Linked DNA regions of Mus musculus: regions 1, 2, 3, 5, 6 and 7 are each linked to region 4. Evidence: chromatin contacts called from public Hi-C and promoter capture Hi-C data. All regions are on one chromosome and are shown on one strand. The core of a region is the stretch at or near the end of the contact, and the rest is flanking DNA. Distances in the headings are between cores, read along the strand shown. Region 1 holds the start of Emp2 (epithelial membrane protein 2). Region 2 holds the start of Rrn3 (RRN3 RNA polymerase I transcription factor homolog (yeast)). Region 3 holds the start of A930007A09Rik (RIKEN cDNA A930007A09 gene). Region 4 holds the start of Cpped1 (calcineurin-like phosphoesterase domain containing 1). Region 5 holds the start of Nubp1 (nucleotide binding protein 1). Region 6 holds the start of Parn (poly(A)-specific ribonuclease (deadenylation nuclease)). Region 7 overlaps Mrtfb (myocardin related transcription factor B).

Region 1 (3,694 bases), core at 395-2,894, 1.6 Mb after region 4:
GTGGGCATGGCCATCCCTGGGTCCTTTCCCAGGTCCAGGTGGGCCTGGACTATATACGGTACTGAGCAAGTCAAAGGCCATAGTCATCAGCCTTCCTCCACAGTCTGCACCAGCTCCTGCCCCAGGTTCCCACCTGAGCTCTGCTTTTCCTGAAGTGTGAGGTGCAACCAATCCTTTCTTCTCTGAGTTGTTTTTGGACCTGGTGTTTATCACAGCAGCAGGGGCAGAGGATAATAAGGACACTTGCCACTAGATGTGAGGACCTGAGTTCTCTCCTCAGGATCTATACAGTGGAAGGTTCTCTCTGCTCTCCATGTGTGCTCTCCATACACACAAGCAAATAAGTAAGTGAACAAATGTAATTAAAAAAATACTGAAAACAGAAATAACTGATGTGGCAAGAAGGCTCTGACAGGTGAAGGCACTTGCTGTCCAAGCCTGGTGGCCTGGTGATCCTCAGGAGCATTGCCAAGAAGGAAGGAGAAAATCAGCTCTTCAAAGTGCATGCGCGCGTGCACACACACACACACACACAGAGAGAGGGGGGGGGGAGAGAGAGTGAGGAGAGAGAGAGAGAGGAGAGAGAGAGGGGGAGAGAGAGAGAGTGAGGAGAGAGAGAGGGGGGGAGAGAGAGAGAGAGAGAGAGAGGAGAGAGAGGAGAGAGAGGGGAGAGAGAGAGAGGAGAGAGAGGAGAGAGGGGGGGAGAGAGAGAGAGAGGAGAGAGAGAGGGGAGAGAGAGAGAGAGGAGAGAGAGGAGAGGGGGGGGAGAGAGAGAGTGAGGAGAGAGAGGGGGGGGAGAGAGAGGAGAGAGAGGGGAGAGAGAGAGAGAGAGGAGAGAGAGGAGAGGGGGGGAGAGAGAGAGGAGGGGAGAGGGGAGAGAGAGAGAGGAGAGAGGAGAGGGGGGAGAGAGAGAGAGAGAGGAGAGAGAGGAGAGAGGGGAGAGAGAGAGAGAGAGGAGAGAGAGGAGAGAGAGGAGAGAGGGGGGAGAGAGAGAGAGAGAGAGGAGAGAGAGGAGAGAGGGGAGAGAGGGGAGAGAGAGAGAGAGAGGAGAGAGAGGAGAGAGAGAGGGGAGAGAGAGAGAGAGAGAGAGAGAGAGAGAGAGATTAAAAGTGCTTAAGAAAAGAAAAAGAGAAAGCAAGGATACAATGCCCAATTGAGATCACAACTTGGATCCTCTATATCAAACTTCTCAGGCCTGGCCAGGCTTGAAGGAATCTTAAGACTGGTCCTTATGGTGGTCTTACTTCGGGGAAGGAATTGATTTTTCAGTTATGGCTTGGCTCATATCAACTCAGCCTCTCCAGGAGGCACCGAGTGTGGCCTTTAGGCCTCAGGACAAGGTCCCGCCACGCCTTCCTTTTCTATCATAGGAAACTGAGGCAGGAGAGATTAACAACCAGCTAAATTAGTAAGAGACAGAGAGGGCTGCTCGGAAAGAAGTGGAAATCTCAGGGTCCTGACCCTGCAGTCAGGAGAAGAGGGGCGGCAGAGATGAGAAGGGCAGCGATGATCCCAGCAGGAGACTTCCAGCTCCCTCGAACTTTACAGAGTGCTGCTGGACGGCCCAGCAAGGGGAGGTGGGGGGGGGGGGGGCGCCCGGCCTCCCGTGGTCCCGCCCCCTGGATCGGCGGCTCCTGACATCACGGGCGGGCAGGGAGGCGGGCTAGGGAGAGGGCGGCAGGGAGGAGGCTCGGCAGCCCGGAGGGCGGAGGACGCCGCGCAGTCCCAGCCCCAAGCTTCAAAACAGCCGGCGCCTCGCCCCACGCGCAGCCCGCCACTGTGTCCAGACGCCCGTGCCCGGTGAGTTGGGGGCGCGACAAGGGACTGCGGTGACGTCGGGGTTCCGGAATGACAGGGAGCAGTGTGCCCTCTTTAGGAATCGGGACAGGCCAGGGGATCCGTGCTTGACGGGGAAGGGTTGGGGTGCGGTTCGTGCGGCAGTCCCGTTGCTCCTTCTCCAGATTTCTGTGGCGCAGACCTTCCCTTTGGTGCCCCCCAAGGCCACCCTGCCACCCCTGGGTGGCATTCGCCACCTTTTGCGTCCAAGTGGGCGGGAAAAGTCTGGGAAAGAGTCAGGGCGGATCCCCTCTCCACCATCGCTGGCCCAAAGCTCTGAACTCCAGAGTAGCCCACTTGTTGCCTGTTGTACTCAGCGTCTGATTCCCAAGCAGTACCAATCAGACAGGACCTGGTCCTCGGGTCCCTGAGGGCCGCGCACTCCTCCGGGTCTGGGCTCCGTGGCGCCCCACAGCGGCGAGGGGGCAGCTTCCTTGGGTTCTTAACGGTGTCCCAGCCTGGGGGGTAAGCTCCAAGGATGGCCCCCCTGCCTGCTCTTGACTACTGTGGCAGATCTGTGGGCTTTAAAGGGAAGAAGGGATGGCACCCATGATTCCACGGGAAAAGGAGGTATAACTGAGTGTGCATGCCAAGCTTGGAGAAGGACTGAAGCATCTAGGTTCAGTTCAGGAGGGTCCCACTACTATGAGGCATCTAGAACCTACAAGTTCAAAGGCAATCCAGAGTGGGTGGTGATCATTGCCAGGCGATGGAGATGGCTGGGATTTTGGACTATTTAACAGGTACAGATTTAATTGCGGATGATGGAACGTTTTGAGTATAGATAGTAGTGGGCGTCACTCAACATTGCTGGTTCATTTCAGGCCATGTGCTTGTAGAATTACAAATGGTTTACATCATAAATGCTGTGCTCTTACCACAATGAGAGGCACAAAAGACGCCTCTAGCCGCCTCTGCTTGAGCATTCCGAATCAGAGAGAAATTCCAAAACCTAGACATGGAGGCTGACCACCTCTCCCTGGAATGTCACTTTCAAATAATGTAAGGGGTTCAGTAGGATGGATCCATGCAGGTTACAGGAGAGACCCAAGGGAAGAGAATGTGGAAGGCCAATGGGAGTATGCATTGGGCTTCTCCCGCCTCCTCCCAGAAAGCCTTATTCTGGGAGACACCTGGCCTAGAGACCTGGCAGAGTTAGCTACTCAAGGCTGTGAAGCCACACCTTCACCCTGTCTTCCCCGTGACTCCACTCATTCCCACCAGGAGATACCTCAGTGGGCTGCAGGAAATGGGGAGAGACCTTGTAAGAGGTGTGGGTCCCCTGCAAGGTATTGGGCAGATAGATACCCGGCCCACAGCCCAGGGAGGCACTAGGGGTGGCCAGAAAGTGCAGAACCTGTTTTTCCTCCAAGGGGTTTTGGATCTTTACCACCTCCACCCCCACAAGAATGGAGAATCAGAGAGAGCCGGTCACACAGCCTGGAGCCTTCTCTGTCCCTCAAATGCAGAAGCTGAGGTTGGCCTGCAATCTGGGCAAGGGTGTTTGTGTGGGAAGCTGGGGAGGGAGCCAATAGGGAGGGGGAGGGCAGAGCAGGGCGGGGAGGTGCCGCCCCACCATCAAGAGAGGCCCCCTCTCAAGCTCACTCTGCCCCAAGGGAGAATTTAATTGTAAATACAGAGCATATTTATTTAGCAGCCACACACACACACACACACACACACACACACACACACACCCTCCTTACAGGTAATGACATCTAGATCCCGTTCTCTCCTTTGTCTTATCTTCACCATAGGCACTAACCACCAGGAGGGCCAGTTTGCCAGTGTTTCTTGTTTATGCCCAGGTACATACTGCCACTCTACTGCCTGTGGTCTCCTTCCCTCTTCCCAGAGC
Region 2 (3,677 bases), core at 633-3,132, 1.9 Mb before region 4:
AGTAGCAAAATTACACTTATGAAGTAGCAAAGAAAATAATTTTATGGTTGGGGGTCGCCACAGCATGAGAAACTGCATTAAAAGGGTCACACAGAGCCTTAGGAAGGTTGAGGGCCACTGTTTTACACAGAGGCTGTATATATCCCTGGCTGGTCTCAAATTCAGGGATCCACCTGATTCTGCCTTCACATGCCGGGATTAAAGACACAAGCCTCCAAGCCCAGTGTAAAATTTATTTTTAGGCTATGTAGGAGCTCAACTAGACCTGTTTTCCTGGTGTGGATAAGGTCCTAGTTCCAATCCCCACCACTGAGAAACCTAAATAAACGTACACACAAATGCTAAAGTTCATCTTATTCTCTTTACTGTCTTGGGGGGGGGGTTGTACTCAGGAGGAGGAACCCAAAGTCTTGATAATTTGCTCTTCGGTTTAATGCCTTTTAAACTCTGACTAAGCAAAGTCAAACCCCACCTCCTCGTACCTTTTTGTATTTCAGTAAGACTTCTGTCACAGTTCCGCCAAACCGAACAGTTTTTTTCGGAGGAGAATTGAAGAAATCGCTCTCTAACGCGAGCATATCGGAAAGCCTGAAGAACCAGGAAGACCAGTTATCAAATTCATGACAGAGAATGACGGCAGGGAGCATGGCTGAGCCAACATCATTTTGTGTGATGAGGCTTAAGTTTCTCAAATGATATCCCTCCTTCCAACCTTCTCTCCCAGGAAGCCACTCTTCCCTCAGTAAATCTGTCTCAGAAGCTGTGGCAGAATCCAACCTAGGCTACATAATGAGATCTTATTAAGAGTAAGGGAAGGAAAAGAAACTCCATATTCCCACATTAACCCTGTAAGATCCTGTTTAACCAGCCACCTTTCCTAACCCTGATCTCATGATACAATCATTTGTTAAAAGCGTGATGTCCTTTCTATTCCTCAAATTTGTCAAGCTGATTCCCATTTCACCTGCTACTCGCTGTTAGAAACACTCTTCCCAAGGTTGGAGTTCAAATGTCAGAGGCCCTCTCCACCAGAACCTCATACACTCACGCTTTATCCTGGAACGTTGTAGTTCTTCATAGCATTTACTGATACCTGAAACTATCTTATCCATGTATTGCCGCCGCCCCCCCACCCCACTGCCCCGCCTCCGGCTCTGCTGGGTATGGGTTAGTGTCTGGATAAGCTGCTGTCCCCAGTGCCTTAACACAGAGTATACACACTTTATTAACAATTGTCAGTACTATGCTAAGTGCTTTACAAGGTTTACTTCGTTTAAACAAGAGAATCAGACAAAATCTAAAGGTTAGATTCCAAATGTTTTATAGGGATAGGTATTTTAAAATGTTGGGCAAAAAGGACTGCTTATATAATATACGGTTCCACTATGCTACTGCTTGCTTCTACAGAAACAAATTTCAAACAAAATTTTTGGAATTCGATAGGTCACCAGTGACAGCTTTCCCCTAGATATCCAAAACCCTGGAAATGCCGCCCATGTCTTGGCCAAGAGAGGGAAGAGGAAAGGCACGGAAGATTAGCCTAGAGTCCCACAAGGGTGCCCCAAGAGTGAGTGGGAAACAATGGAACAGACAAGGCTCGCCCGGGCAGAGGGGACCCGAGGGAACCAGAGGCTCCTGCGTGCCCGAGCCGAGCCCGCACGCCCGGCCCCCTCGGCACATGCGGAGAGCTCTCAGCGGGCTCGAGCCCCGCACCCGCAGGCGGAGGCCGCCCGGATCTTACCCAGTCCGCGACGCACTCAGCGTGGCAGAGGCCGCTGCCGTCACATCGCCCGACAAGCGCGTGTGAAGCAGCGGGGCCGCCATTCGGCCTGAACTGAGCGAACGCCCGGCCTTGCGCCGGAAGCCACGACCTACCCGCCCCGGAAGTGGCGCTGCAGAAGGCAGCCCCTTGCGGGACGCGGCCCACGTGAGCAGAGCGTAAGGATCGCAGCAAGAAGGCGGGTAGGCTTGCGTCTGACCTTAACCGGCCTGAAGCTTTCCTAGAAATAGGCTGGCACAGCTTGGCGGGGCAATCGGTGGCCGCATTCCTCAGAAACTCCTTCAAAAAGAAGCTTGTCTTAGAGGCGTGTGCACGTGACCTTGGCGCTCAGGAGGTGGAGGCGGGAGGATAAAAGGAGTTCAAAGCGGGTTTCCTTCTGGGAAGTGAGTGGAGGAGGAAGGTCAGCTGGGTGCTTTCTCTGCCTCTCTGACCTAGCAGGCTTGCACCCCAGCATCTGGCCCCTGAGTCTTCATTGGTAAAATCGAACGGCTGGGATTTTTTTGGTTTTCAAACAACATGTTGGCTCTCTTAACTTTTGGCAAGACTCCGAGGGACACTGAGAGATCACTCCTGCTGAGGACAACCTGAGAAGCCATCAGATTTGGTCCCGTGCATCAAGCCAGAAGCAGCCACAGGGATGGCTGTGTTTCTCATGACCCCACACAAGAAGACCACCATCTTCACTGAGGCCAAGGAGTCAAGCTTGGTGTTGGCACTCAAGCGCATCATTGAGGGCATCATGAAGAGGCCTCCTGAGGAGAGCTGCTGTTCAAGGACAACCAGCTCCTTGATGAGAAAACTCTGGGGGAATGTGGCTTCACTAGTCAGGTAGCAAAGCCACAGGCCCCAGCCACAGTGGGCCTGGCCTTCAGAGCAGAAGATGCCTTTGAAGGCCTGCCTATCTACCCCAATTCTTGTCCTCCAGAACTTCCAGGTGTGATGAAGGATTCTGGAAATAGTGCTAAGGAACAAGTTGTACAGTGAGGGCCCCAGGCCCACCTCCTAGAGATCCATTCCTCCCCCACCACCACCACCACCAAAAAAAGGGAGTTCAAAGCCAATGGGTAACTATTAGGACCTGGGTTACTCAGGTAAAGAGCCCGGTTTAATGTTAGTAATACAGGCACTGGAGAGGTGGAAATAGAAGGATCCTGTATATCATTTTAGACACATTTTCACACCTTACTCTGTGTGAAACACATATTACACAGTGACCTAGCCAGAAGTGTGGAGACTGGTAAAAAGCCAGAGGGGAGAGTTGGACCGATGTTACCATGGGTAAGAGAACCCAGGCTGGGGAGCTGGGCATGATGGTACATACCTTTAATCTCAGCACAAACAGGCAGATCTCTGAATCTGAGGCTAGTTTATTTAGACTATCGCGTAAGTTCCAGAACAGCCAAGGCAATACAAAAAGAGCTTGTCTTGAAAACAACAAAAGAGGATCCAGGTTCACAACTGTTTCTAACTGCAGTCCCCAGTCCCAGGGCTTCTTAAACCTCTGTGAGCACAGCAGGGACACACAGATGTACAAAAAAACCCACCCAAACACATAAAATAAATCTTAAGACAGTTTTAGAGAATTTGCTATCCAGCATACTTTTTCTTCGGATGTTGAGGCTAGATTCCAGAACACTAGATGGATGCTCTGCTATTGAGCTCCACATATAACTTTGTAAAAGAAAAACCAGTGTCACTGGGCATGGTGGTGCATGCCTTTAATCCCAGCATTCGGGAGGCAGAGGCAGGCGGATTTCTGAGTTCGAGGCAGCCAGGTGTACAGAGTGAGTGCCAGGACAGCCAAGGCTATACAGAAAAACCCTGTCTTGAAAAACCAAAAAAAAAAAAAAAAAAAAAAAAATCAACCAGGCCAAAAAGAAGCAAGGAAAGGAGCTTT
Region 3 (3,758 bases), core at 930-3,429, 1.8 Mb before region 4:
TGGCTGGTGTCTGAGTCCTATTAGAAAGGGTGACTTTTCCTCACTATCCCCAAAGCTGAAGGGTTTCCAGAACTGTCACACTACTGAGAGTCTGAATGGGTGGCCTTAAAGACAGGCAATGAAGAGTCAGGTTGCTCCTGAGTTAGTTTCAAGCTGGGTGCTGGGAGAGTCTCCAAAGCTTCAGCACTTTAGTTCTTAGGAACCTTCCGGACAGGTGAAGAAATCTGAGAAGTCTGGGCTAAAGAGGCCTGCGGGTGCTGAGTCTGGGCAGACCCAGGTGGCACCCCAGGAACCCCCTTGGCCAAAGTATGGCTCTTAGAAGCTTTATCAGTTTCAGGAGTTTGAGAGGCAAGAGGAAGATTCTGGAGATGGCTTTGTTGGGCCAGAGATCCCTGGATTTGGCTCTGAGAGGTCATGGGTACCACGGGGAAACTGTCAGAGGGCATGGGCACTAGGAAGTGGCTCTGGCTTTCTTCCTGTTCCAGAGGGTAGATCTGAGAGGCCACACTGATCTTAGAGCGCCCCTGAGAGTGGGGGCCCAAAGGCACACAGCTTTCAGAAGATACAGAGGGCAGGATTTGGCTCTGAGAGGTCACAGGTACCATAGATAAACTGTCAGGGATCACCAAGAGATGGCTCTGGCTTTCTTCTCGTTCCAGAGGGTAGATCTTAGAGGCCACACTGATCTTAGAGCGCCCCTGAGAGTGAGGGCCCAAAGGCACACAGCTTTCAGAAGATACAGAGGGCAGGATTTGGCTTTGAGAGGTCACAGGTACCATAGATAAACTGTCAGGGATCACCAAGAAGTGGCTCTGGCTTTCTTCTCGTTCCAGAGGGTAGATCTGAGTGGCCACACTGATCTTAGAGCGCCCCTGAGAGTGAGGGCCCAAAGGCACACAGCTTTCAGAAGATACAGAGGGCAGGATTTGGCTCTGAGAGGTCACAGGTACCATAGATAAACTGTCAGGGATCACCAAGAGATGGCTCTGGCTTTCTTCTCGTTCCAGAGGGTAGATCTTAGAGGCCACACTGATCTTAGAGCGCCCCTGAGAGTGAGGGCCCAAAGGCACACAGCTTTCAGAAGATACAGAGGGCAGGATTTGGCTCTGAGAGGTCACAGGTACCATAGATAAACTGTCAGGGATCACCAAGAAGTGGCTCTGGCTTTCTTCTCGTTCCAGAGGGTAGATCTGAGTGGCCACACTGATCTTAGAGCGCCCCTGAGAGTGAGGGCCCAAAGGCACACAGCTTTCAGAAGATACAGAGGGCAGGATTTGGCTTTGAGAGGTCACGGGTACCATAGATAAACTGTCAGGGATCACCAAGAGGTGGCTCTGACTTTCTTCTCGTTCCAGAGGGTAGATCTGAGAGGCCACACTGATTTTAGAGTGCTCCTGAGAGTGAGAGTCCAAATACACATGGCTGTCAGAGGACATTGCCATCTGAGAATTGCTGTCAGACGCCAAAGGGTAGGTCTGCGAAGTCACTGAAAAGACAGGTTGACTCCTAGAAGTACAAATGGAAAGACCGGTGTGGACAATGCCCAGAGGCAGGCTCTTAGAGGTCTGGACTCTGCTAAACTGATTCAGAACAGCCTCAGGCTTCGCTGAACGGAACAACGCTCTGCCACCCGAGGTTCTGGCGTCGCAGTTCCTTTCTAGCTGCCCCGGGTCCGTAGAGCTGATGCTACTGATCCGCTGGACGACCCGCGGGTGGAGTCGCCGCCGCCGTCGCCGGCGAATCCGCTGAAAGGTGTCGGAGACGCTCCTAAGGGTCAGCGAGAAGCGACGGCTGCCGCTACGGTGCACCCCGCTCTCGCGGGGCGAAGTCCCCCTCAAGGGGTCTTCCGGGAGCGCCTCTATGTTGCCGGTGTACCAGGAGATCCACCACAGGAGACTGACGAAGATGATGATGGAACCCAAATAGAGCAGCATGTCGTAGAACAGCAAGTTGGCGAAGACGCCAGTGAACAGCACTGCCACACCCACCGCGTCGAAGGCGACGCCCAGCCAAAAAAAGTGACTGCAGCGACCCAAGGGCCCGGACTGCATCTCCGCCAAGTCTGTGTTCTTTTGCGGAAGCTCCGAGAGGCTCAACATCTTCCACGCAAACCCCGCCAGAGGACACCAGGCCCAGGGCGCTGCCACAGGCGGGCTTTAGACACTCTCCATGGCAACGCAAGGGGCGGGGCGGGAAGCGGCATTCTGCTCCACACCAGGAAACTGGAGCGGGCCAAGGGAGCTGCGCGTGCGCACGACGACCTGCTGAACCTTCTGCGTTTGCGCCCAGTGCTAGCCCGGGCAGCTTTTCTCAGTCTGGGATCCTTAGGTGTATCAAGAAGTAGAATTTATGGGTAGGGGAGTGGGGGTGGGTGGGTATGGGGGACTTTTGGTATAGCATTGGAAATGTAAATGAGCTAAATACCTAATAAAAAATGGAAAAAAAAAAAAAAAAGAAGTAGAATTTATGACAATGAAACTAGCGGTACCTGGGGCGAGAATCTTCTTGGCCTCAGGTGCAGTTAGCATCTAGTGTTGTTAGGTCTGTACTCCCATCTTCTCTGGTGACTGTTGATAAACTTGCCCAAGGACCTAATAGACCCCATCGCGTGTCCGTCCGTCCGTCCCCCCCCCCACCCCACCCCCCCACCCCCCCACCCCCCCCACCCCCGCCAACCAACCATGTATTGTAGAGGCTGGGAGGGAGAGGGTAGGATGAAAGGAGAAAAAGGTTGACCTTTATGTGTGTGTTTGATGGATTTTAAAACATTTGGTACATTTTAAATAGATTTAGGCCTGTAGTTCAGGCCACATTTACTTAGGCCTATAGGCACACGCCACTATACTTGGAGAAAACTACTCTTAAGCATTTTCAAACGTATAGATAGAAAATTATAAAGGAATAAAGAATGATAGGTTGTCCCTACTTGGCCTGAGCATTCAAGCAATACAAATTGGAATCAGAGGGTTATTAAAGTGTTTTTTTTAAAAGATTTATTTATTTATTATATACACTGTTGCTGTCTTCCGACATTCCAGAAGAGGGTGTCAGATCTTGTTACATATGGTTTGTGAGCCACCATGTGGTTGCTGGGATTTGAACTCAGGACCTTTGGAAAAGCAGTCAGTGCTCTTAACCGCTGAGCCATCTCACCAGCCCCTATTAAAATGTTTTTAAAAAGGTCAGACATGATAGTGCAGGACTTTAGTCCTAGCACTCAACAAGCAGAAGCAAGCAGATCTCTGAGTTGGAAGTCAGCCTGTCCTAACTTGAGAATTCCAGGCCAACCAGGACTATACTGTGAGACCCTGTGTCAAAATGAATGGATGAAAATAAAAAGACCTGAAGGTGTGTCCAGGAAGTTGGAAGTGGATATAATCAAGAAATCTATGTATAAAATTGTCAAAGAATAAAAAGTTAATAAAGTATAAAGATAATTAGAGAAAACAATATGGCAAATGTTCATAATTATAGAATATAGATGAAATAAGTATAGGTGTTCATTATTCAGTTCTTTCCTGTGTTCTTTAGGCTTGACATTTTTCAAAATAGTTGCAGAATTTTATTTTGTAATTTAAATTTTAAGTTATAAACTTATAAACATGAGTAGCAGGTGGGGATGATGGCTCAGTAGCTAAAGACTTGACAGCCTGAGTCCAGTCGCCAGGAGCCACGTGATGGTGAGAGAGAACTGACTTCTGCACATTGCTGTCTGACCTCCAGATGAAAAGAAATAAATCTCTCCCCTTTGGCTGCAG
Region 4 (4,029 bases), core at 834-3,333:
TGCTGTGCAAAGAAAGAACTAGATCCATATATTTAATGAGTTGAGAGACTTGTGGATACAAAAATTACTGCCTGAGATGTAGGCTAGGGCTGAGTCCCTCGGAAGTATCAGGGCTTTGGCTCTCAGCCATTCACTTTCACTTTGCCCATTTCGTCAGATCCCTCCTCATGTCCAGGTTGTATGTGGCAAATAGAGGTATGATGATTAATAATTACCATGGCTAATATACTTACTACTTGCCACTGCAACTGTTACTTTAAGCAGTTTGACATACAAATCCATCAACTCTTGTTACTTTGTTCACGACTATGGCAGAAACGGATCAGAGAAAGGTTTTTATGTTGCAGATGCTTGCACAGGAACTTAGCCAAACATCACAAAGATGTATGGCACAGGAGCTTCTCACCTCAAGAAGGGCAAGCGGCACACTGTCACAGGAAGTGTTTAGGAACAAGATTATCTCCAAGACACGCCTTCCAAAGACCTTTATTCTTTAACCTGGAATCACCTTCTAAAGTTCTCTGAACCTCCCAAACCACTGCCATTTGTTAAGTTTTAAACCCAGGACATGGGTGAGGTGCCAGTTTAGCACATCAAAGTGGACCTGGCCTCCAGGTTCTTCCAGCAGCCTCAGTTCCTACCTGATATAGGGTATGGCTGGCATATCCCACCCTTTACCCTGAACACTCCAGCCCAGAGGCTGGGCTGCCCTTCCCCCCCCCCCCAGGGGCTCTTCCCTATATAGTCCAGACATTTTGTTACCCAGCCTTTTTGTACCTTTGGCCTCCTGGCTGCTGCACCTGGTTCTTTTCTTCCCTCCTTCTCCTTACCCCTTCCCCTTGCCCAGTATTAGATTTTCACAGATGTCTCAGCTTTTGGCTACACTCTCCCACAGATAAGCTTTCTCCTCCACCACACCTAGGGGGAATTCATATCCTTTCCCTTCCTTTTTATTTCTTTTTCTTTCGTTCACAACTAGCTGGGGACAACTTCCAACATGAGCCTACGGGAGACATCTTATGTGCAAATTACAACATCATCTAACTTTCTCACCAACCCAATAACCCTAGGTATTGTTATTGTTCTCATTTGACAGGTAGGAAAACTGAGGTGCAGAGCAACTAATTTTTAAGATCATACCTAAAGTAAGTGGTAGTATTAGGATAAACCCAAGTAGCTGAGACACAAGCTCATTTGTATTTCTGTCCTAAATTGCTAGGACTTATATCTGACTCTAGTTCAAGGTCATGGGACATCATCCTAGCTCTGTTAACCATACGAACATTTCAGGCTTACACTTGTTGAGAAGAAAATTTAGCAACTTGGCAGATCCTAGGAATTCCCCTGTAGTGCTTAATAAATGTATCCTCTTTTTGGAGATCTGAATTTAACATTTTCCACCTCGAAATCTGGATTGCTACCAAGTGTGAGGGTTGTAGTCCAGTGTAACGGCTTTTGAGTTGGATAGATTTTGTCTTGCTCACCTGCAGCTCTTAGCTTTCAGGAGTTGTGTCTCTCTCTGAGTGTCAGTTTCCCCATCTGACAAGTGCAGTCAATGAGGTAACAAGCAAAACACAAAGTACTTCGGGCAATGCCTGTTACCCAGCAACAACAGTGACAGAATGACAGTGGCAATGTCCAGGCAGTCAAGATGCCTTAAAGACTCTTGAGATTATGGTGGGCAGTTTGGAAGGGTTGCAACATAAAACTTAGGACATCAAATTGAAATGGAATTTCAGATAAACAATATTTTAAAAATAACTGCTTAAGTATCTCCCAAATACTGCATGAGATATATTTAAGCTAAACGTGGGTTTTGTTGGGTTTTTTTGTTTGTTTGTTTTTGTTTTGTTTTTTCCTATTCTTGTTAACCTGAAATCCCAAATTATGAAGCGGCCCGATGCGTGTTACATAAGACAACTCCAGGCCTCAAAGCCTCAACCCCCAGTCTGTTCCAGTGAAAGTTGGATCCTGACCCCGGGAGGATCCCACTAGGGGTGGCAATCTCCGTGTTCTGCCCAGGCAGTACTAGCAGCACCCAGAGCGGCCCCGCCCCGCCCGGCCCTCCTGGAGGGCAGGTTCCAGAAGCTGTTCCAGGCGGGGCTGCCGGGTGGTGTGGAGTCGCTCCCTCCTCTCACAGAACGTGCCCAGGCAAGGCCAGTCGCTCGCCATGTCCGCTATGGAGGCGGCGGATGTTTTCCACAGAGCCCGGGGCAGGACCCTGGACGCGTTTTCCTCAGGTACTGCTTGGCTCTTCGCCTGGGAAGGGGGGCACTCCAGAGCTGCAGAACCTTCCGCGAGGGGAACCTTCCGGTCGCGGGCGCTCACTTCTATCCGGATCCCTTCGTGGGTTGCACACAGCACCGGGGACCGTTGTCGGAGTTGTTCCTCCCTCGCAGTGTTGGGTGCTTCGCTGGCCTTGACTTGACCTTGCAAACCACAAACTTAAAAAATAAAGCAAACAAACTAAACAGAAGCGGGGCGGAGGTGGCAGAGAAGTGAATGACTGCTTGGGCTCTGCTACGGGGCCTGTCTTCTCTCTTCCTTGGCAAGCTTCTGCGGGGCAGCTGACAAGCGCTGTGTGTGTCAGGGGCTGTCAATTGTAGTGAGAGTGTTTTTATATCCAGTTGCTTACTGTAACCGTAGAAAGGGAAGGCATTCTGGTCCAGGTAGCGTTCTTGGAAGTTGGGCTTAGATAATCTGACCCAGTCTTGCCTCAAAGGGAGCGTTGTTAACACATCAGACTATTTCTGTAACCTTGGGTGTGGAACACATGCTGGGTGTTAAGCAAATGATAGGCCCCAGCAACTCAGAGGATACCGGATTGGTTCCTGTTTCCCTGTGTTTCCTTTGGATCTTTGGGGTTGATTCTTCTCTGGCACTTGGCTTAGAATCACAGGAACGCTCGCCTTGTTATCCAGCCTCTAATTTGCCTGAACTGCTCTGAAAAAAGAATCAGGCCCGTTCCAAACCCGGAGGGCCTTGGCACCTGCTCTCCTCTGCTCACCTGGTGGGACTTGGAAGTCTGGCACCTTCTCAGCCTTCACATCCTATTTTCAGGTTCATTTCCTCAGACTTACCTCTGCCTAGCTAGCCAAAGAAGATCAATCCTACAGTTCTCTGCTAGGCCTTTGTTTCTTTTCCCCTCCTTGCAGTTCAAGGTTCTGCACAGGTGCGCACAGCCAAAAATCCACTGATGGTGGACTGGGGAAAGTCCAGTCTGCAGTGTTGCCATTTTCTACAGATTTTAATGTGTCTTAGGTTTTTGTTTGTTTGTTTTCCCAGCCTACATGTTTTTGAGATGCCTCCTATTCTAAGTAGTTCTCCTTCCTTCCTTCCTTCTGAACAGTATCCCATTGATTGCGCATTCGTGCTGTATGTTTTGTTAATGGATGTGCTGAGTTTTACCAACTTGGTGTCTTTCTTGTCTTTGCTTCTCCAGATTTCTCTTTGCCACAGTGCTCTAGGAGCGACTGCTTGCAGGAATGAACTCTTTGTCCTGATCCTTAGATTGGCAGGAGAGCTGGGCAAGAAGACACTCAGCCAACCAGAAGCTCCCACGGGAGATTAGGGGGAGGAGAAACAAACACCTGAATGTGTATTCCTGCACTTGATGCCCTTCCAGGGTTCCCCTTTGTAGACTGTATTCCTCCCTAGAAGGCCCTGTTTCTCCCAACAGTCTTTATGTTCTTAGACTCTGTTCCCAGATGGAGGTATCTGAATGACAGTGGCTCTATCTTTTGGCTGCTTAATGTTCCTCATAGTCTCTTTATATTCATCTCATCCCAGATAATCCCTTTGAAAATGACTCAGGCATTTTCTTAGTTTTAGTATATTTACTATTCCTCCCTTGGTCCTGACTGATACAATGACCATTTAGTTACGTGCTTTTCATTCTTGTAAACAGTATTATAGTAAGCCTTTTTGTACAACTGTCTTTTATAAACACATGGGAGAATTTCTTCTGGAGCAGGGATGTGGGTTATAGAGTATAATCATCCCCAGATTTACCAGGTATAGCTATATTAC
Region 5 (3,778 bases), core at 38-2,537, 1.5 Mb after region 4:
AGATGGGAAACTCACAGGCTCTCAGAAGCAACCATCCCAGCAACGTACTGGGTTTCCAATGTCACGTCTTGTTTCAAATCTTTACAGACTACACTGTGGGGAGACTGGTCTTCACCATGAGGGCATTCTTGCTCAAGATCAGTTTTCAGGAGACTCAACAACCAAACCCAGCCTCTCTCTGAAAAGCCTTCCTTCCAGCTAGGCTTTCAGTCCTCCTCGCCCTGGAGATGGCCCCTCACAGTGCTGATCCCTGGTGAGTTTAACGTGCCTGCTCCTGCTTCCTCCCCACTTTGCTCTCAGTCCCCCATCTGTCTCTCCACTGAGATAATGAACATTCATGTCTGCTGAAAGATAGACTCCTTAACAGGAGGGTCCTTCTCTCTGCCACAGAGAGAGCAGAGCCTCTGTGACCTGTGATGGACATGTGCCAGGACTCAGGCCTGAAAGATCTCAGTATTTTTCCATTCTCCTCTCTGTGCTTGGCCTTGTGGATACTGAGGTAGCGGTTATTACTTAAGCCCTGTACCTGCCCGACATCACTTTTATCTATTCTATCCTTCTTTGAGGTCCTATTTACTGATTTTTTTTTTTTTTTTAATAAAGACAGGGTCTCATCTAAGCCCGGGGTTAGCCTCTTAAATGCTGAGATTACAAACATGTGCCAACACACTCGACCTAATGTTCGTTCGTTCATTCATTCATTCATTCACTGATTCATTCATTCACTCATACAGGGTCTCATCCTGTAGTCCAGGCTGGCTTTTAACTTGTAGCCATCCTCCTGCTTCTGCCCCTCAAGTTCCGGGGGAACAAGCCTGTGCCGCCAAGCTTATTTTAATGCCCCCTTCGGTTCCCTGTCTACCGCAGATCAGACTAAACCTCCATTTCCATCACTGTTTTTCCGCTATTTGATTTTTAAAACCTCCCTCTCGCTCAAGCTCCGCCTTCTACGCCCTCCCCCCAACCAATTAGAATACTGCCCACTAGCCGCTGCCATTCACCCTCAAGTCCCGCCCCTTCCACTTCCTGATCTGCCCGCCGCTTCCTCACCGGGATCCGGAGCAGCGCCGGCTCCGGATGCGCACAGCCTCTGGTTGGGGCATCCCTGGCACGAGGCTCCTCGGCCGGCCTGGGCGCTGTCGGCCCCGGGGCAGCCTGCGGGAAGACGAAGGCACAGTCAGAGTGGTTCGGTCCCAGCGGGACCACCCACACGTCCTGCGATAGCTCACCGTGGGGCGCCTCCTCCATGCTGCCGCTCTTGCCCGGGCTGCGCTCGCCGGAACCTCAGGGGCGTGTTTCCGCCTCGCAGGTCCAATCTGACCCCCCGGCCGCGGGAACTGTCTCGCCAGACCAGGACTGCGCACGCGCAAAACCGTGTGTGCAGTGGGTGGGATTCCTATGCCTCTTCCCGCTAAAACAGGGCGAGACTCAGAAATATATGATACCTGAGCAAATGAAGTGGCTCTAACGATTAAAGATTCTGTTGAGCCAGCCTGTATCCAAATCCCAGAACTCATAGGGAAAGCGAGGATGGACTCTTACACATAATGCAGGTTTTTGATTCTGTTTTTGTTTTTGTTGTTGTTTTGTTTTTTTAAGTATGGTTTTTGTCGCCAACGAACGTTATTCTCCGTGGCCTCAGTGTTGATGCAGTACTACTAATAAAAGTACAATCAATGTCAATATTTACTCAGTTTCAAATAATCTGCCCTACCCTAGATTCTGTTACAGGCTGGGATTGTGGCTCAATTGGTAGAGTGCTTGATCTATCATGCATGAGGTCCTATATTTAGTCCCCAGCACTGAAACAATACAGATCCAACAAAACACTTTGTCCGTCCCTCTCTATTTCTTCTCTGTTCTCCTCTCCTCTCTTCTGCTCAAGCTGATCTTGAATTAATGATTTTCTTGCCATGTTTGGCTAAGAGGGGAGACTTTATAAAGGGGTGTAGCTCAGTGGTAGAGTACCTGTCCAGCAAGTGAAAAGCCATAAATTCAATCGCCAGCAGTGTAAGTTCTCATTTGATCCTCCTGCCTCCGTCTTTCAGTTGCTGGGATTACAATGTGCACCACCAGCATTCCTGGGCTGACACCCCCGCCCTCTTAAAATTGCTGTGCTATTTAGAAAAATACTTTGTTTTGTGTTTTGTTGCTTCCCCTCAGATCTGTTCAGTGAAACCTCTTCAAACCCACTCCTGTGCCCCCACTGGGAGCTTTCCCTAGCTTTCTCTCACTTCTGCAGGTCCCCACTGTCCTTGCTGCTACCATTTCTCCTGTATGTGTCTGTGAGTGTTTAGACAAATGGCCTGTCTGTGTCTGTGGAGCAGTGTTTAGACTCCATGAAGACATCCTGTCCATGGTCACAGCCATGGGAGCTTGGCTGCATGCAACTTTGGCACAAGATGGTGGTGGTTGTTACTGTTTTCATTGAACGATTCTAAATATTTTTCATTTATTTTTGAGATTATAATTACATCATTTCTCCCTTCATTTTCCTTCCCCCAAACCTTACCACCTCTCCTTGCTGTTTATCAAATTCATGGACTTTTTTTTTTTCATTGTTATTGTGACAGGGCCCCAGACCTTAGCACAACTGACTCCATGATGGAAGTGCCATTCAGGCTGTAACACTCAGCACATAGACAGCAGCACCTGCCAAAATGAAAACAAAGACCTAATCCACCAAAGTCCATGACTCTGGGAAAGTCTCTAACTGTACTAACCTCTCTTTTTTGCTTCTGTAGAGCTGATTCTGGCTATCTGTTCTTGTTACTGAAGTAGGTTAACCCAGAACATGGTTTTTGTGCCTAAAAGTTTATTCCAAGAAAGGCTCAGTGCTCCACTGGGATACTGAATAGCAAAATCTTCCCATTAGCTTAAACCCATGTCTGAACAGTCATCTCTGATGAATACCCCACAACATTATTACATATGCTACATATTACATTTAAAAACATACACACACACATACACACATACAATCTGTTCACTCTGTATAAAAGATACTTGTATATCTATTTTTAAAGGTGACCATTCCGTTGGTGTGCTCTTCCATGGGGAGGACTATTCTTCCAGTCTCAGCATTCCTGTAGAATGCTATAGTTCTTTGGGTGAGGTCGAGGCTGCCTCTGTCCACTTTGACATGTGTACTGGCATCGACCTTATTCAGCTCTTGTGTAGGCAATCATGTTGGTGAGACTGAGTGTAGACTCTGACATTAGTAGGAGGCATTGTGGGATAACAGACCTGAAAGGGTTTTGCAGTGAGTGCTGGTGAGTGGGGCCAAGAATTCTTGCAATGTTGCAAGAATCAAAATATACAACAGACCTCATGCAAAAGATTAATGGGGAGGGAGACATGAAAGGTCATATCTGAGCAGGGTTGGAGAGAGGAAGAGGAAAAGGGAGAGAGGAGAGAGAGAGAGAGAGAATGAGAGAGAGAGAGAGCAGATTGTGATCATGCCAGCTTTATAGGGGTATGGAACATAGACATGGAAAATATGCAACAGTGGTGGTGGTGGAAATGTTGTGTTGGTTTTCAGCGATGACGTCACGTTGGCCTTAGTGATGATGACTGAGGTGGGGTAGGGTTGGAGGAGCACATGGTTCAGGAACATGGGTGGTTCTTGATTGACTAACAAGCCATTCCTGCTCCAGGCCAGTCCCCAAACCTGGGCCTTGGGAATCCCCACACCCATGACTTCCATCTGCGCTGTACTCTTCACTAACTCACCGCACATGCTCCAAAAGTCCCTTAAAGCCCAGCCTTTTTGCCCATC
Region 6 (3,502 bases), core at 73-2,572, 1.8 Mb before region 4:
GGCTGCCAGCAGAAGGTTGGCCCAGATTAGAGTTGTGTCTTCCTACCTCAAGATCTAGATTAAAGGTGTGTGTCTTCTTGCCTCAAGATCTGGATTAAGCATGTATGTCTTCCTACCTCAGAGGTCTGGACTAGAAGTGAATTCACTCACTGTAAATCAAGCAGGAAATCTCTCACAGGTGTGCCTTCCATTTCTGAATTGTAGCTTAGTACAGATATTGTCAAGTTGACACCCAAGAATAGCCATCACACGGGGTCTCATTTACTCTTTGGAGGATAAATATTGGAAAGATTACAGTTGTTAACAGCCAACTATCTAGCCCCTGTGAACACTTTATCTCTGGAATAAGCCAGCAGGGGCTGGCTAACAAAATCCTGAAACTCTTTGAGGTGAGCTGAATGTAGGGCTGGAGAGATGGCTCAGAGGTTAAGAGTACTTGCCACTTTTGTAGAGTGTTAGGTCACAAAGTAGGCTCCCAAAAATGGCTCTGCCTTTTCTGATTACCTAACACTCTCTGCTGCAGAATTTTGCTCTTTATCTCCATAGCAACTATCATGTTTCCAAGTAGCAAGTCTGATGTCTGCCTGGCTTTTTTTTTTTTTTCTTCTTATCCAAGTTTTACGCTGCAATGGGACAACCACCATGATTTGTCATCACAGTGTCTCTCTTCTACCAGAGTGGCATAGAACCGGAACTCAGTCAATATGGGGCATAGAGATGGTTCCGTGGGTAAGAGCACTTGCTGTGGAGTCATCCAGACTCATGGACAAATCCCCAGCACCCATGAAAAAAAAGCTAGGCACAGCCCTGCAATCTTGTAAACCCAGTGTTGGGAGTCAGAGACTGGCATTTTAGGCGCCACTCCGGCTGAAACAAGTTCAGTCAGTGAGAGAGACCCTGTCTCAAGGAAGGTGGAGAACAAGAACAGCCACGGGAGGTCCTTCTTTGCTTACTACTAGTGATCACCGACCGCCACACAAATGCGCACGTATACTTCTCCAACACTTTACCCCACAAATTAAGCAAGAATTATATATTTGTATATATAAAATTAATTTAAAAATTTTTAGACAGACTCTCATTATGTTCCCTAAGCTGGCCTCGAATTTGCAAATTCTCCTGCCTCATCCTTCTCAGACTGGAATTATAGACCCAGGGGAAACCAGTCCATATGTCTCTTGATCAACCAGGTTCAGGACAGGAAACTTCTCCAACATATGGGCCAGGCCTTGAGACTTTGATAGCAATGCCCCTTTTTCCTTTCTAGGCAGCCCGGAGGGCCCGGGCTCCGCCCCTAACGTGACACAGATCTGACGCAGGCGCAGCGGCGCGCGCTGTTTCCGGAAGTGTCCTGTGCTGTTTCGTGGCGGCCTCCGACATCCCCACGCTGCTTTTGCTGCGGAACTCTGCGCGTGGACCGGCGTCAGCCTGGGCGGGGCCAAGGTTCCGTCTGCGCCGCAGGATGGAGATAATCCGGAGCAGTGCGTGTCCGCCGCACAACCCCCATCCCTGTCCTCAAGCCCACCTAGCGTGCTAGGCCCAGACCTCTCGAGTTTAGCGGGGCCCGGGACAAGTCAGTCCCGCCGGGCAATACTTCCTCTGAAAAGCGGTGCTGCTGGTGGGACTTGTCGCTCTGCAAAGCGTGCACCTTTGGCATCCATGCCTTTCTTTTCCCTGCTCACCTGCTCAGGGCTAGCCCTTTTCAGTCGTGCATACTTTATCTAGTGACCCCTGGAGGAGGTGTCCCTTGTGGTCCTTGAACACTTATTCCGCTTCTCCGATGCCCCGGGAGCTCCTCCGGCCCTTTCTCCCATCTCCCTTTAGTTGGTGGGCAGGAAGGCAGGCCACCTGTTCTGAGCCTTTTCTTGGTTTCTCTGCAGATTTTAAGATTAATCTTCACAAAGTGTACCAGGCCATAGAGGAGGCTGACTTCTTCGCCATCGATGGGGAGTTTTCAGGTATCACTCCCTTGAAAGCTCTGGGCTTACACCTTGTATTGCAAAGGCTCCCTGCCTCCTTCCTCACTGGTCATGGCAAAAGCCTGGGAGAGATGTGGTTTTGTGGTTGGTCAGGGCGTGAGATTTTTGGATAGAGATTATGGTTCTGGTGCTGTTTAAACTAATTTAGGTGTATATGGTTAAAAAGCAGGGGGTTTAGGTTGAGGTCTTTTTCCTGTGACAAAATACACCTATCCAAGTTTATCATTTCGAAATGCACACACTACACACACACACAAATATGTATATGTATATGATGAGTGGAGGCCAGAGGTTGTTTTTGGGTAGCTTATGTTTAAAATAAGTTTTCAACGTGTTTCTCTTGTTGAATCTAGAGCTGGGTATTTTACTAAGATGGCTGGCCAGCAGGCCCCCCGAATCTGTCTCTCCTACAAGATCCATGCTGGGGTTACAGGTGCCAGGATGACAGCTGTGGGGTCCTGTTACTGTGTGCTGACATGCTCAGTTTTTATATGGTGAAGGTCCAAACTCAGGTCCTCGTGTTTGCATGGCAAGCACTTTACGCTTCAAGACATTTCCTAGCTCTATTGCATTTGTTCTTAAGTGGTTTTGGAATTTGGTAGCATTAACTACACTCATGTTGCTGTCCAGCTGGTATCCTCCAGTTCTGGATTTTTTTTTTTTTTTCTTTTTTGGTTTTTTGAGACAGGGTTTCTCTGTATAGCCCTGGCTGTCCTGGAACACACTCTGTAGACCAGGCTGGCCTCGAACTCAGAAATCCGCCTACCTCTGCCTCCCAAGTGCTGGGATCAAAGGCGTGCGCCACCACGCCCGGCTTTTTCTATCTTAAATAGATAACTACTCATGGAATTATTCTATTACTCCCTTTAGCCTCTACCAGCCATCATTTGTCTTTGATTGTGACCACTCTAGACACATCATGTAAGAGGAAACCTATAGTATTGTGAGACTGGCCAGGGCTGTACTTAGACGACAAATAAGGATATTACTTAATGCTTTAGTACAAGTCTTCCTTGGTTAGCTCAGTAGACCCACATGTGCTACGTATGCGTTTAAGTATGTGTACACACATGTGCATGAATAGATGCTGGAGTTCAACACTGAATGCTTTTCCTCAACCACACTCTATTTTTTGAGGCAGTGTCTCAACCTGCAATGCACCTGGTCGCCCAGTGTGCTTCAGGGATCCGCTGCTCTCGGCAGTGCTGCACGGAGCTGTTTGCATGGGTTCTAGGGATTCCAGTTCAGGTCCTCACGCTTACACAGCAAGCAGTTTGCTGACTGAGCCATCTCTCCATCCTGTAATTATGATTTCTCTGTGAATGTAAGAATCCAGCCTAGGCCCTCATGTGCAAGGCAAGCAAGCACTTCTACCAGTGAACTACACCCACAGCACAGATGAATGTTAATTTTTAAAAAGTGTGATACAGGCACTTTGAATTAATTTTAACTAATGGGAATATGAATAAGCACTGGAGACTGACACACTAGCATTTATGAAGCAGCCTAATATCTGTTTTTTA
Region 7 (3,588 bases), core at 392-2,891, 1.5 Mb before region 4:
GAAAAAGATGCAAGGAAGGAGTTTTGCTATGCTTTGGAGGGAGAACACAGCAGCCATGTGAGGTCTCGGGAGGAAGTGGGGCCTGTGGCCACTACTACAAGCGGGTGGTCAGGCATGTTTGGCAGGGGCTAGATGGGACTAGCCACAGACGTTTAGGGCAAGTGGAGAGATGGAGATAAGAAATTGATAAGGGCAGGCTTTTTCTGGTGGGAGATAGTGGTGCCCAGCAATTTGCCAAGAAGGCAAGTTGAAAAGGAACAACTGTGGGTCTATCTTTTATCTGTGTATTCAAGGGAGGCTGGGTGGGGGCTGGTAAGCATCCCTTCCCGGAGCAAAGCAAGGTAGAGCAGAGTTACACACAACAAAACGTTATCTGATTTAACCATGGGCTTGCGGCTGAAATGCCTCTCCCCTACTTACTAACTTCTAAAGATCATTCTATATGGGCCATAAAGTTCTTGTATGTGGTAGGTGCTTTTGAGACTTTGCTGAACTGAAGGACTCAGTTCTGGGTGTGTGGAAGTTTTGTTGGTGTGGTTGTCACCACCAGAGAGGAGCTCTCACTGTGGACACTGTGTGTCCATGCTGTAGCAAGGACCACATAGTTTAATGTCTCTTACTCAGTGGTTCCCGATTCTGTGGAGAACAGAACATGTCTGGAGAGTCAGGCTGAGGCTAGTGGGCACCAATGAGCTTCTGTTGTGTGAGGACATGAGGTGAACAGCCTACTTTCTGCTGGCCCTCTTGCTGTTTGGCTGGGAGTTATTCTGAAGATGCTGTCCTGCCAGAGGCTGCTCCATCTCACAAGTCTACAGCACCTACAGTGTATTTCTCTGTACACACAAAATCATGGTACATCAAAATGTTTTTTATTTGAGACACAAAAATGCAAAATTGCTGAGATATCAAACATTTCCCGATCAGCTACAATACTGCCACTATGTACAAAAGATCCAATGATAAATGCGCACACATATAAAAATACAGTCTGCATCGCCTATGTACAGTACAAGTGCAAACGTATGGCATTCAGACACAGTACAGAATCGAGTCAGGGGTGCAAACAGCAAGTACAAAGGCATCATGGTTTGTCTTTTAAAAACAACATAAAGGCAACACACGAATGGACCCCCGACTGCCATGATTTTCTGTTCATTAACAAGTGCTTCAGCAGGCATGGTTGCTGCCACTGGTGTTTTCTCCCTTCTTGTCAGGAAGTGAGATGCTAAGACATTATGTGAAGATGAAAAGAAGAAAAACACCTGCGTGTCCATTGCAAGCAACAGATAACTAACCTTGACAAACAAGAAAATAATTCAGCGTTGCTACCAAGAATGTTATTCTTAAACCAACAAACAGCTCTATGCTATTTTACAGGAAAACAAGTAAGAAATATCTACATCTCTGTGGAAATTATAACCTTAGATGGAACCTTTTGGGGTCTGACTTGAGAACACAGTCTCAAAATTTAAAAGTGGCTGCTTTTGGCAAATACCTGGCGATGCCTTTGGTTCCTTTAAACATTTTGGATTACTAATGGTTTCTTGAGGTCAAGTACTTTTGATGGATCCAAACCCTTTCCTAACCCTTCCTCTTCTGTCGGTGGGTGGGTCCCTCACAGCAGGAAGTAGAGGTAAGAGAACTGGGCGGCTTTCCAGTGAGTCTGCCCACTGCTAAAGCTTTGTCTTGGGCCTTGGCGTAAAGCCTTCCTTTCACTGCCAGTGCCTCCCATGATTCCAGACAGCACCTCGTGGATCTGAGATTGCCAAGCTGCTGTCACAAGCTTGGGACACGTCCGCCCCCCCAGAGCCGGCGGCCTGAGTGGAGGGTAAGAGCTTCTTGTAAACACGTGCAGCTTTTTGAACCGTAGGCTGTAACTAAAGACACAGGGACACTTGGGGGGGGGGGACAACCTGCTCTCTCCCAGTCACCGGACAAATAAAAACAGAGCCCAGAGACTGTTTAAATGAAAATGAAAAAGAGATCGAAGGTTTGAGCCAGGCGTGGTGGCGCACACCTTTAATCCCAGCACTCGGGAGGCAGAGGCAGGCGGATTTCTGAGTTTGAGGCCAGCCTGGTCTACAAAGTGAGTTCCAGGACAGCCAGGGCTACACAGAGAAACCCTGTCTTGAAAAACCAAAAAAAAAAAAAAAAAAAAAAGAGATCGAAAGGTTTGAACCAGGAAACAAAAATGACTAGATCAGAACTGCTACTTTCCAGTTTTGACAGAGATCTTTTACAATTAGCTGAATGTTCAGGATGATGCTCTCCAAACACTCCTGTGAGCACAAGCTGTGTTCCCTGATAAACCTGCCCTGCCTTCCAGTTAGAATGCCGGGACAGCCTAGGGTTAATGGTCCTCTGCAGCAGTGGGTCCCTGTGTACTTAATATCCCCAGTGTTGTGTGTGTTGTGTGATGTGATGGACAGAGGCCGGCGAGGCTGCTTGACTTTGCTGGCCCTGACCTGGTTGCTCTGCTGGCAGAATTCAACAGCCACTCTCAGCTTTCTCTGCAAATCCTAGTGGTAATGGAGTCCCCAGCCTTCTACCAGAAAGAACTTCTGCAACTGGCCACTGTGGGAACAGTTCAGGGTGTAGATAAGATGGGTCTCCTCTTGGCCACTTCCCAGAGCCAGGTCTGCTGTGGGAAAGTAAAATGGCTGCCCTGCCTGGAGGGACAGCTGCCTCCTCAGCTGTCACTGCACAGACTACTACAGTAACTATGAGAACAGCCTTGCTGCCTGGAAAAGTGGCTCTTGAGGCTCCAGTCCACTCTGGTGACCCTCTTACCCACCCGTCGCTGACCGAGTGCGCAGGGTGACAACACTGTCCCATTTCCCGGACTCTGCAGAGCTGACCTGGCTTTCTGGAGTAAGGCATAGCACGTGGTCAAAGAACCATGGAGCTTTTGAAAAGAAAGTCTAAGTCTTAGAAAATATCTGGGTGAAATGAACGGAGATGATATGTGAGCGAAAAGTTGCATGAGTGCTGTGTGCCTGTGTGCTGAATGGATGCCTGAGTGAGTACTGCCGCAGCCTCAGAGGCTTCTGAGAGAGGCCTTGCTGAAATTTCACAGCCACATCAGCTTTCTAGAAGCCACGGTGTAATTATTTCCACTCCTCCTACCACAGTAAGACAACTGGCAGTCTGTGCCTCAGAAAGTAAAGTTGACACCACCACACTGTGGATGCTGCAGAAGAGGGAGACTGGGGTTGGACTCTACTGCGACACTCCAGGCTTCTAAGAGGAATTTTCTTGGCAATGTGATACAAACAGAAGCCTACACTACACGTGTACCCTGTACATGCAAGTGGGAACTTAATGGGCTCTCTGACCTGTGTTTTAATGACTGTGAAATAACTGTATACCTATTTGCAGGTGTCTCTGTATATAGAGATAAGAGCACAACTTTCGGGGGTCAGTTCTGCCCTTCTACCACATGGGCTCTAGGGCTCAAGCTCAGCCTCTCAGGCTTGTTGGCAGGCCTGATCTGCTGAGTCATCTTGCTGGCCTGAAACTAACTTTAAACAACAAATTCGTCTTCAGATACACACCATTTCCAATGCACTCACTGCGGTCTGGGACTAG

Evidence for each region. Promoter capture Hi-C pulls out the DNA fragments that hold promoters and counts their contacts. A called contact is a pair of places that touch in the nucleus more often than the background predicts.
Region 1: a promoter capture Hi-C map of pre-B cells shows a contact between it and region 4, with 3 times the contacts expected there. The contact joins the promoter of Emp2 here to the promoter of Cpped1 in region 4. A contact is called at or near these places in 3 of 39 promoter capture datasets (liver and pre-B cells).
Region 2: a promoter capture Hi-C map of liver shows a contact between it and region 4, with 4 times the contacts expected there. The contact joins the promoter of Rrn3 here to the promoter of Cpped1 in region 4. A contact is called at or near these places in 4 of 39 promoter capture datasets (hippocampal neurons, liver, pre-B cells and 1 more).
Region 3: a promoter capture Hi-C map of liver shows a contact between it and region 4, with 2.9 times the contacts expected there. The contact joins the promoter of A930007A09Rik here to the promoter of Cpped1 in region 4. A contact is called at or near these places in 3 of 39 promoter capture datasets (hippocampal neurons and liver) and 1 of 115 datasets of contacts at active chromatin or transcription factors (large pre-B cells).
Region 5: a promoter capture Hi-C map of liver shows a contact between it and region 4, with 4 times the contacts expected there. The contact joins the promoter of Nubp1 here to the promoter of Cpped1 in region 4. A contact is called at or near these places in 3 of 39 promoter capture datasets (liver and pre-B cells), 2 of 484 Hi-C or Micro-C datasets (CD4 T cells and uterus) and 1 of 115 datasets of contacts at active chromatin or transcription factors (large pre-B cells).
Region 6: a Hi-C map of uterus shows a contact between it and region 4, with 7 times the contacts expected there. The contact joins the promoter of Parn here to the promoter of Cpped1 in region 4. A contact is called at or near these places in 2 of 39 promoter capture datasets (hippocampal neurons and liver), 1 of 484 Hi-C or Micro-C datasets (uterus) and 1 of 115 datasets of contacts at active chromatin or transcription factors (astrocytes).
Region 7: a promoter capture Hi-C map of hippocampal neurons shows a contact between it and region 4, with 4 times the contacts expected there. The contact joins the enhancer-like site here to the promoter of Cpped1 in region 4. A contact is called at or near these places in 5 of 39 promoter capture datasets (the C10 cell line, hippocampal neurons, liver and 1 more) and 3 of 115 datasets of contacts at active chromatin or transcription factors (acute myeloid leukemia, astrocytes and large pre-B cells).

The regions. Positions count from the first base shown.
Region 1 is chr16:10,311,918-10,315,611 of GRCm38.p6, reverse strand. It overlaps Emp2 (epithelial membrane protein 2), which reads left to right and starts at 1,644. Exons shown (of 5, transcript NM_007929.2): 1 at 1,644-1,800.
Region 2 is chr16:13,778,904-13,782,580 of GRCm38.p6, reverse strand. It overlaps Rrn3 (RRN3 RNA polymerase I transcription factor homolog (yeast)), which reads right to left and starts at 1,882. Exons shown (of 18, transcript NM_001039521.1): 1 at 1,742-1,882; 2 at 483-588. The coding sequence starts at 1,824. It also overlaps the pseudogene Gm6354.
Region 3 is chr16:13,752,985-13,756,742 of GRCm38.p6, reverse strand. It overlaps A930007A09Rik (RIKEN cDNA A930007A09 gene), which reads right to left and starts at 2,179. Exons shown (of 1, transcript NM_001357954.1): 1 at 1-2,179. The coding sequence starts at 2,099. The coding sequence ends at 189.
Region 4 is chr16:11,907,477-11,911,505 of GRCm38.p6, reverse strand. Cpped1 (calcineurin-like phosphoesterase domain containing 1) reads left to right here and starts at 2,083. Exons shown (of 4, transcript NM_146067.3): 1 at 2,083-2,240. The coding sequence starts at 2,171. The region is part of intron 2 of Gm9961 (predicted gene 9961); the gene reads right to left.
Region 5 is chr16:10,409,447-10,413,224 of GRCm38.p6, reverse strand. Nubp1 (nucleotide binding protein 1) reads right to left here and starts at 1,287. Exons shown (of 11, transcript NM_011955.2): 1 at 1,230-1,287; 2 at 1,051-1,155. The coding sequence starts at 1,248.
Region 6 is chr16:13,665,990-13,669,491 of GRCm38.p6, reverse strand. It overlaps Parn (poly(A)-specific ribonuclease (deadenylation nuclease)), which reads left to right and starts at 1,322. Exons shown (of 24, transcript NM_028761.3): 1 at 1,322-1,481; 2 at 1,881-1,958. The coding sequence starts at 1,463.
Region 7 is chr16:13,414,789-13,418,376 of GRCm38.p6, reverse strand. Mrtfb (myocardin related transcription factor B) reads right to left here. Exons shown (of 17, transcript NM_001122667.2): 17 at 848-3,588. The region is part of intron 1 of Gm15738 (a long non-coding RNA gene); the gene reads left to right. Among named protein-coding and RNA genes, the nearest start is that of Gm15738, 5.9 kb to the left of the region's middle. Within about 2 kb of position 1,641, at least 24 of the 459 cell types and tissues checked have an H3K27ac peak or open chromatin away from gene starts, as enhancers often do.